Regions from separate parts of the Mus musculus genome. Here region 1 is linked to region 2. A link is a contact called in public promoter capture Hi-C data. All regions are on one chromosome and are shown on one strand. Each heading gives the region's core, a stretch centred on a gene start, on an enhancer-like site or on the middle of the called end of the contact. The rest is flanking DNA. Distances are from core to core; before and after follow the strand shown.

Region 1 (4,299 bases), core at 768-3,267, 140 kb after region 2:
GAAGAAGAAGAAGAGAAGAAGAAGGAGAAGAAAGGAGGAGGAGAAGGAGAAGGAGAAGGAGGAGGAGGAGGAGGAGGAGGAGGAAGAGGAGGAGGAGGAGGAGGAGAGAAGAAAAGAAAGAAGAAGAAGAAGAAGAAAAGAAAGAAGAAGAAGAAGAAGAAGAAGAGAAGAGAGGAGAAGAAGAAGAAGAGAAAGAAGAAGAAGAAGAAGAAGAAGAAGAAGAAGAAGAAGAAGAAGAAGAAGAAGAAGAAGAAGAAGAAGAAGAAGAAGAAGAAAAGAGGAGGAGAGAGCAAGAGAGGGATGGAGGGGGAGAGGGAAAGTGAGGAAGAAAGAGAGAGGGCATACCAAAATAGCAGAGCTATAAGGGGAGTGGTATAGCCATGGGGAAGGAAGCCTGTGAGCTAGGGGGGCTTAGGGTAGGGGAAGAGGTGAGAAGAGTCCTGATACTAGCATGGCCTTTGAAATGGATAACAGGTTCTTGTGATTCTGAAGGAGCTTGAAGGCCAGCATATGCCATGGTATGCTAATAGACAGCCATTTGTCCCTTCTGCCTTTTGGATCTTGGGGAAATGGACAGGTGCATCAGCTTTGGAGACGAGCAATGGGGAGAACACGGACAGTTGTGACTAACAGATGTGATCCCTTCCTGAAAGGGGTGATTCCTCACTGGGCATATATAAGTGTAAAATTTGTTTTTCCTGAGAAATATGAATAAGAAGATGTTTGGGGGTTTGTTTGTTTATTTGTTTGGTCTCACGTAGCCCAGGCTGGTCATATATAACTGAAGATGGCCTTTAACTTCTGTTCTTCCTGCCTCTACATGCACATAATGGGATTACAGATGTGCATTCTTGGTCTTTGTGGTGCTGAGGCTTGGACCCAGGACCTTGTGCATGCTGGGTAAGCACTCTACCAATCGAGCTGCATCCCCAGCTCTACACTTTTTAGAGATTTTATTTATTCTATGTATATGAGTACACTGGGGCTGTCTTCAGCCACACCAGACAAGGGCATCGGATCCCATTACAGATGGTTGTGAGCCACCATGTGGTTGCTGGGATTTGAACTCAGGACCTCTGGAAGAGCAGTCAGTGTTCTTCTCTCCAGCCCCCAGCTCTACATTTTTAGAACTCTAAATACAATTTTATTCCAAAGTTAAAGGATCACTTTAAAACTGAGAAATAAACACATATAAACTTAACAGTGGACAGGAAACCTGGGCCTTCTGCTAAATCCCCATGAGTCATCCTCTTAAAATTCTCTGGGCATACCCAGAAGTATGCCCATACAATGTGAAAGACTGAGGGAAAACAACTAATCAAATGTGAACAATACATGTGAAAGTAGCACACGAAATATGCTTGTGAGCGTGAGCATGACTAAGAGAAACGCGCCCCTGTTTTACAATGCCTAGGTTATTAATCCAACCATAATCATGCACAGAAAATTGCTTAGCACAATTTCTATCACAATTTTCTTTCAACCTTCATGCCAGTTCTTAAAAAGACACTTAAGGACATATCTCTGAAGGACATACAAATTGTGTGTCAAAATAAGTGTATATAATATTAAGCATTGAGAACTAACATGCTATAAGAATGTGATTCCAAATAATCAATGATAAAAATTCACTTTCATATTTCATAAAATGACCCTTAAGCCAATCAGTAACAATACTGCAAGTTAATATGTAAATGAACAGAAAACTTGGAAAGTTATGGGAATGACAACAAATGCAATCATCATTTTACAAAATTGATATTTATGAGTATGACAAGAAGACATGAATGAAAATATAATCCCACCTAACCCAGACACCTAGCCTTAGTTTTGTGCAAAACAAATAAACAAAGCAAAACACCCTCTCCAAAGTGAGTTCTGGAACATTTTCCCTTTGACACTCAAACCTTGGTAAAGTACAGAGTGTACTTCTTGGAAGCAGCTACTACTTGACAGAGAGCAATAACCTGGATTGTAAGGGTCAAAGACACAGATCAAATATGCCAAAGAGCAAAGTCTGTCCTACCACTAGCTGGTGAAAGTCCTGAGTCATGGACATCCAGTTCCAGTTGGTGGCTGTCGGGATATTAACCGTGGTTCTGTAATCAGACATGGATGAAGCCCGACAGAACTTCTCTCTGAAAACCAAGCTTCAAGAGTGGATGGCCTAGAACAAGCAGATAAGCCACTTAACTGCTCAGGGGAGAGAAAGTCTTACTCACCCATGGGAATTTAGCCAGACAAAGTGAAAAGTAAAATAAAATAAAACAAAATAATAATAAGCATATTTCATCAAGGTTCATCATGGCATTCCCTTCTTGTGGGTGTGGATAAACAGAATAAATGTTCCTTACTTGAGGTTGGGTAAGTGCAACGATTCTGACTTTGAACAAGAGTCCGTGATCACTAGAGATTTCTGGAGCCCTTGTCCAGTAACCTAGTACAGGTCGGTCAAAACCAGTGTGACCATATCTATGGGATGTTCTCTTCCCTCTCTCTTAGCCCTTCCTCCTCCTCCTCCTCCTCCTCCTTCTCCTCTTCCTCCTCTTCCTCCTCCTCCTCCTCCTCCTCCTCCTCCTACTACTACTACTACTACTCCTCTTCCTCCCCTCCTCCTCCTTCTTCTTCTTCTCCCCCCCTTCTCTCTCCTCTACAAACAATACACACACACACACCTTTGTGTCCCTGTAATGGAGGGTGTGTGTGGCATTTCTGTAGTAAAGTGCATACTCTCACAGTAAGAAATGAACCTCTGCAACCAACAGATTGGGAAAGGATCTTTACCAATCCTAAATCTGATAGGGGACTAATATCCAATATATATAAAGAACTCAAGAAGCTAGACTCCAGAAAATCAAATAACCCCATTAAAAATGGGGTACAGAGCTAAACAAAGAATTCTCAACTGAGGAATACCGAATGGCTGAGAAGCACCTGAAAAAATGTTCAACATCCTTAGTCATCACTCCAGTCAGAATGGCTAAGATCAAAAACTCAGGTGACAGCAGATGCTGGCAAGGATGTGGAGAAAGAGGAGCACTCCTCCACTGCCGGTGGGATTGCAAGCTTGTACAACCACTCTGGAAATCAGTCTGGTGGTTCCTCAGAAAATTGGACATAGTACTACCGGAAAATCCAGCAATACCTCTCCTGGGCATATACCCAGAAGATGTTCCAACTTGTAATAAGGGCACATACTCCACTATGTTCATAGCAGCCTTATTTATAATAGCCAGAAGCTAGAAAAAAACCAGATGTCCCTCAACAGAGGAATGGATACAGAAAATATGGTACATTTACACAATGGAGTAGTACTCAGCAATTAAAACAATAAATTTATAAAATTCTTAGGCAAATGGATGGATCTGAAGGATATCATTTTGAGTGAGGTAACCCAATCACAAAAGAACACACATGATATGCACTCACTGATAAGTGGCTATTAGCCCAGAAATCTAGACTGCCCAAGATACAAAACACAGGAAACTCAAGAAGAAGGAAGACCAATGTGTGGATACTTTGTTCCTTCTTAGAATGGGGAACAAAATAGCCATGAAAGGACTTACAGAGACGAAGTTCAGAGCTGAGACAGAAGGAAGGACCATCCAGAGACTCCCCCACCCGGGGATCCATCCCATATACAACCACCAAACCCAGACACTATTGCATATGCCAGCAAGATTTTGCTGACAGGACCCTGATATAGCTATCTCTTGTGAGGCTATGCCAGTGCCTGGCAAATACAGAAGTGGATGCTCACAGTCATCTATTGGACGGATTACAGGGCCCCCAATGAAGGAGCTAGAGAAAGTACTCAAGGAGCTAAAGGGGTCAGCAACCCTATAGGAGGATCAACGATATGAACTAACCAGTACCCCACAGAACTGTGTCTCTAGTTGCATATGTAGCAGAGGATGGCCTAGTCGACCATCAATGGGAGGAGAGGAGAGGCCCTTGGTCTTGTGAAGATCATATGCCCCAGTACAGGGGAATGCCAGAGCCAGGAAGTGGGAGTGGATGTGTTGGGGAGCAGGGTGGGAGGATAATATAGGGGACTTTCAGGATAGCATTTGAAATGTAAATGAAGAAAATATCTAATAAAAAAAGAAAAAACATTAGAATATTTAAAAAAAAAAAAAAAGAAGGTTGATCAGTAAAAGTAAAGTGGAAAAAAAAAAAGAAATGATCCTCTGCGTATTCCAACATTGCTAAAGCCTTTTCCACTCTGGGTACATCAACACTGCACAGGACAGATTCTACAAGACACAAGACAAAAACTCACTTTCTGATCAAGTCACT
Region 2 (4,521 bases), core at 1,792-4,291:
CAGAGAGTGGTGTTATTTGGCAAGCTCATACCTGCAAGCAGCTGGATTACTTTCGGGGCTGTCAGGCCACATGGAGCTGGGGCAGTCAGCCCTGTGGCAATCAGGGAGGGTGCAGAAGTCTGAGGAGAAGGCTTTAAGTTTCCTCTTGTGTTGAGAGCAGGACCTGTCTGCTAATGAGTGAGCCCAAGAAACCCAGGAGCAGAAAGGGAGTTCCTGCTTGAGCACATGGAGGTCACAGCTGCCTCTGAAACTATGTTCTGAGTTCTGGGATTCTAGAGGGCCAGGTGAGGGAGCTTTAGAAGAATGGGCCATTGTTGAGTAAGAGGGGCCCAGCCTAGCAGCCCTGTTCAAAGCGTGTACCCATGGACACCAAGGACCAGAAGCCAAACTGACTGTAGGAAGCTGGCTGGCTGTGGATTGGTGTTCGAATCTTAGCACTGTCCTAACCCACATGACCTTAAACATGGTGTTTCCTCTTTCTGAGGCTTGGTTTTCTCGACTGTTCAATACGGTGACATTCACTGTGTACAGAAAGGGTTAAACAAACTGATGGGTGCAAAATGAGAAGCTGAGTATATGGAAGGCAGTAAGCACTCTCTCCCACCTCCACTACTGTTGGTCTCTTAGACTTCCCTTTCTTCCTCTCCCTTGCTCACCTCCCTTCTCTTTCGTTCCCTTCCCTTCACTCCCCTCCCCTCCCCTCCCCTCCCCTCCCTCCCCTCCCTCCCCTTCTCTTCCCTTTCCCGCTCCCCTCCCCTGCCCTCCTTTGAACTTGCTGTCCTGTCCTCTTCTCTTCCCCTATCCCCTCTCCTCCCCTCCCCTTCTCTTCCCTTTCCCCCCTTCCCATCCCTGCCCTCCTTTGCGCTTGCTGTCCTGTCCTCTTCTCTTCCCCCTCCCCTCCTCTTCTCTTCTTTTTCCTCCCCTCCCCTTCTCTTCCCTTTCCCCCCTCCCCTCCCCTGCCTTCCTTTGCACTTGCTGTCCTGTCCTCTTCTCTTCCCCTCTCCCCTCCCCTTCTCTTCCTTTCCCTCCCCTCATCCACCCTTCCTTTCCCTCTGGAAGCACTGGGAAGAAAACCCAGGGCTTCGCACATACTTAGCAGTGCTTTGCCACTTCCACTGTGGAGCCACACTCCAGGCCTTCTAAGTTCCTCTCCTTAGCTGTCTTCCAGCCACATGAACCTCTTCCTTCTTCCTCAAATGAGTAAGAAGGTGATGCCCACCTTCTTACCTCAGGGCCTTAGAGTTGCAGTCTCCTTGGTCAGGAAGCTCTTTACCCAGCAATACTCAAGACTTCTCTTGGCTTCTTTAAAGCCTAGGGACATGTCTTTCCCGGCTGCCCCTTTCCCAATCACTTTGTATCAAATGCTAACAGCCTCACCCTGTTTTGGGCCTTAATTGTCTCCTGAATTACATGTCATTTCCTTTGCTTAGTATATACTAGGCACCCAGGAAATATTATTAAAATAAAGGCTGTTTGTATGATTAGTGTGTCATTGTTATGGCCAGAGTTTTCACCCTTCAGCTTTCTGCTGCCCCAGCTCTTATCAAATACTGACAGACACAGGGATATTGAAATTCTATCACCTGAAGATAGCTCATTTGTCCATATATCTGGGTGTGTAGAACATATCTCTAGAAACTGCTGCAAATTCAGGCATGGGCTTATTGCCTAGGACCCAGTGAAGACACTGTGGCCAAGGCAGTCAGGGAGAAAGAAATGCTGCTCACGTGGACATGGGCCTGGTTGACCTGACGAGATCAGAGGAGGAACATGGCGTATGATTGCTACACAGCCTGTGTGACAACCCCTCATCCCCCTCTAGTGTTAAGAACAATGCTCTGAGGTCCTGTGCTGGGGTATGGGGACTTTGTCAGGTTAGATTTTATCCAAAAATACATACATACATACATACATACATACATACATACATACATACAATAAAAAAAGCAAAACACAGAAATCACTTTGAACTTATTACCCATGGAAAACCCCAACACAGTATCTGGCAGTGAAAAAATATTAAATGAATCTTCACCTTTGCTACTTGAGGACTCAACAAAGAATCACGACCTCTCCCAAATGAAGGAGTATTCTGAGTGCAGGAGTGCCAGAGTGCAGAGGATCCCAAATCTACACCCACGTGTCCTGATGTGCCTGTGTGAAGGGGAGACACACTGGGAATTAACTAAAACTACACAGCAACTAAAACTACACAGCATTAGAAAGGGGCCCGTCCTAGAGAGGGAGGAATGGTGGTCAGAGGAGGAGTGGCAAAAGACTGCTGGTGGAGACAGTTCTGGTCTGAGGGAGTCCCGGGGCTGTTCCATGTGAGACTTTAAGGTAGGATACCGTGTAGAAGGGGCATCTGGGCAGGAAGACTCAGGCATGGAGCTGCACTGTGCTGGAAACAATTACGGGGTGGGGTGGAGCACAAATTAACCTGTGGGAGCTTCGGAAGCTGGTTCTGGTGATAGCTACACTAATGGCATCCCAATGGCTGTGGATCAGGATGGTTTTTTGCTGCTGTTCTCAAAGAAGCAGCCTGCCTGCCTGCCATGCACCCATATCACAGCTTTGGCTTTAACCCTTGAGGAAGTAGGGAGCATTAGAAAGCTTTCTATTTGATCTCAACAGCTTTATTTAGGTAATATCCAGTTTTTTTTTCTTTCCAGTAAATTTATGTAATTGTCCTGCCTTGGCCCCCATCCAAGAGCCATTTTATTCGTTCAAAGAATCCTGCTCACATCCTTTGCCAAGCTATTCCTTCAGGGTCACATTTTTTATCTTTAAGCCCTGGGCAAAGGGTATTGGGGGTGCAGAAGGGGGCATTCAGGTGAAAAACAGATAGGATCTGGTTTATTGTCCTTTCTGTTAAAGCAGCATAAAGCTCTCATTTGAATTCCAGGGAGCACGTGTACTAGTGTGCCAGTCCCTAACAGGCTGACTCCAGGCCAAGGTTTATCTTGCAGGCACTGTTTGCCTGGGAAACCCTGGCAGGGAGCTGCTTTCACCAGCTCACAGTGTCCTGACCCTCTGAAACTTGAAGCTGCTGACTTCTAACCCTGTTTTCTCCAGGCTGTGCTTGGGGCTAAAGCTCCCTGTCCCAATCCTGCCTTCATCGCTTCTGGGGAAATCTTCTCAGGAGCTTTTAGGTCTGCCTTGCTGCTGCAGTGAAACGCAGATGCCTTTTGTGTACCTCAGATTTTAAAACAAGGTAACTGAGCAAGAAACCCTTCACTGGCACGTGCCACCTACCCAGAGACCTTTGGGGATTAAATCAAGGATAGGAATGGCACAATGTGACCTTAGGAAATTGTCAGGAAAGACCTGAAGGCTGTGGAGGTCAGCCATCAAGAAGGGAAGAGTCAAAGAAACGGGTGTGTGTGAGGCAGAATACAGGAGCGATGTCCGGGAGATCCGAGGCTCTAAACCCGGTGTTAGTGGCTACGAGCCAAAGGCTGAACCTAGACTTTTCTGGAAAGTGAGAGTCGGAAGTAACTGTTTCCCTTCTAAGCCGCCTCCTCTAATGAGGAAAGTAGAATTTGGGAGAGAGTTGTCACAGGGCTTCATGAAAAGCTTTTTGTGTAGTTCTTACCGTTGATCGAGCGCTTATGTTATTATACACAATAATGGGTTTCAGCGAGGCTTTTCAGACCCGGATAAAATGTGTTTTCATCCTAATCATCCTCGTTTCCACTCTTTGTCCCTTTCCATCCCCACTGATGCCCTCCTCCTCCTCCTGCTCCTCCTCCTCCTCTCCCTCCTCCTCCTCCTCCTCTCCCTCCTCCTCCTCTCCCTCTTCCTCCTTCTCAACTAGTCCCTCTCTGGCATTTTTGGTTTTTTAAGTTATTATTTCCTGAACCCAGTGAGTTTAATTAGAGTTACTTACAAAAGCATGGATAGTTTCAGGTGCATGGGCAATTTATTGATGTGAAATTGTTGTTGGGTTTTTTGTTTTTTGTTTTTGTTTTCGCAATATGCTCTGTGCACAGTCAGCCTTCAGTGGTTGTGGGAATGGGCCTTTCCTGCTGTTTAAACTATTATCATTGTCTTACTGTTACCCTGTTCTGTTATCACTAGAGGAATTTGCCCCAAGGGACTGAAACTGAAAGTGTCCCCAGGCTACAGATATCTCTGGGATCCTGTGAACATGCAGAGTCACACTCACAGGTGGGAGCCAAGGCACAGCTCTGGGGACCACTCATGCTCTAAGGTCCTATCCCCTGAACAGCAAGGCCCTAAAACAGCTCTGACCACTGGCAGCTCCTGGCACTTAAGAAACCTAGCTGTTGTGTTAGCCTCAAGTGCACACTCTGCTTGCAGTCTCGGTACAAAAGACAAGTGATATGTTGTTCACATGCCTGGCTAAGTACCATATATATTATCTAATTTGTTTCCTTTTTACTTCCCTGCATCTCAGTGCTATAAATCTCTGTGTGGCATGTGTGGCTAGCATTTTGGTTCTACTGGGCAGAGTTGAGCTGTTTGAGATGACGTCATATACTGCACAAATTAGCTGAA

Evidence for each region. Promoter capture Hi-C pulls out the DNA fragments that hold promoters and counts their contacts.
Region 1: a contact with region 2 is called in a promoter capture Hi-C map of liver. The contact joins the enhancer-like site here to the promoter of Acsm5 in region 2. A contact is called at or near these places in 12 of 39 promoter capture datasets (3T3-L1-derived adipocytes, the C10 cell line, embryonic stem cells and 4 more), 1 of 15 datasets of contacts at CTCF or cohesin (embryonic stem cells), 57 of 484 Hi-C or Micro-C datasets (the Ba/F3 cell line, the G1E-ER4 cell line, Sertoli cells and 18 more), 4 of 115 datasets of contacts at active chromatin or transcription factors (astrocytes, hepatocytes and liver) and 2 of 9 other capture datasets (embryonic stem cells and pancreatic islet).

Annotation. Positions count from the first base shown.
Region 1 is chr7:119,666,059-119,670,357 of GRCm38.p6, forward strand. No RefSeq gene overlaps it. Among named protein-coding and RNA genes, the nearest start is that of Acsm4, 22 kb to the right of the region's middle. Within about 2 kb of position 2,018, at least 4 of the 459 cell types and tissues checked have an H3K27ac peak or open chromatin away from gene starts, as enhancers often do. A contact at or near this core is called in hepatocytes and liver, where this site is marked.
Region 2 is chr7:119,523,224-119,527,744 of GRCm38.p6, forward strand. It overlaps Acsm5 (acyl-CoA synthetase medium-chain family member 5), which reads left to right and starts at 3,042. Exons shown (of 14, transcript NM_178758.3): 1 at 3,042-3,214. Pdilt (protein disulfide isomerase-like, testis expressed) reads right to left here and starts at 259. Exons shown (of 12, transcript NM_027943.1): 1 at 32-259.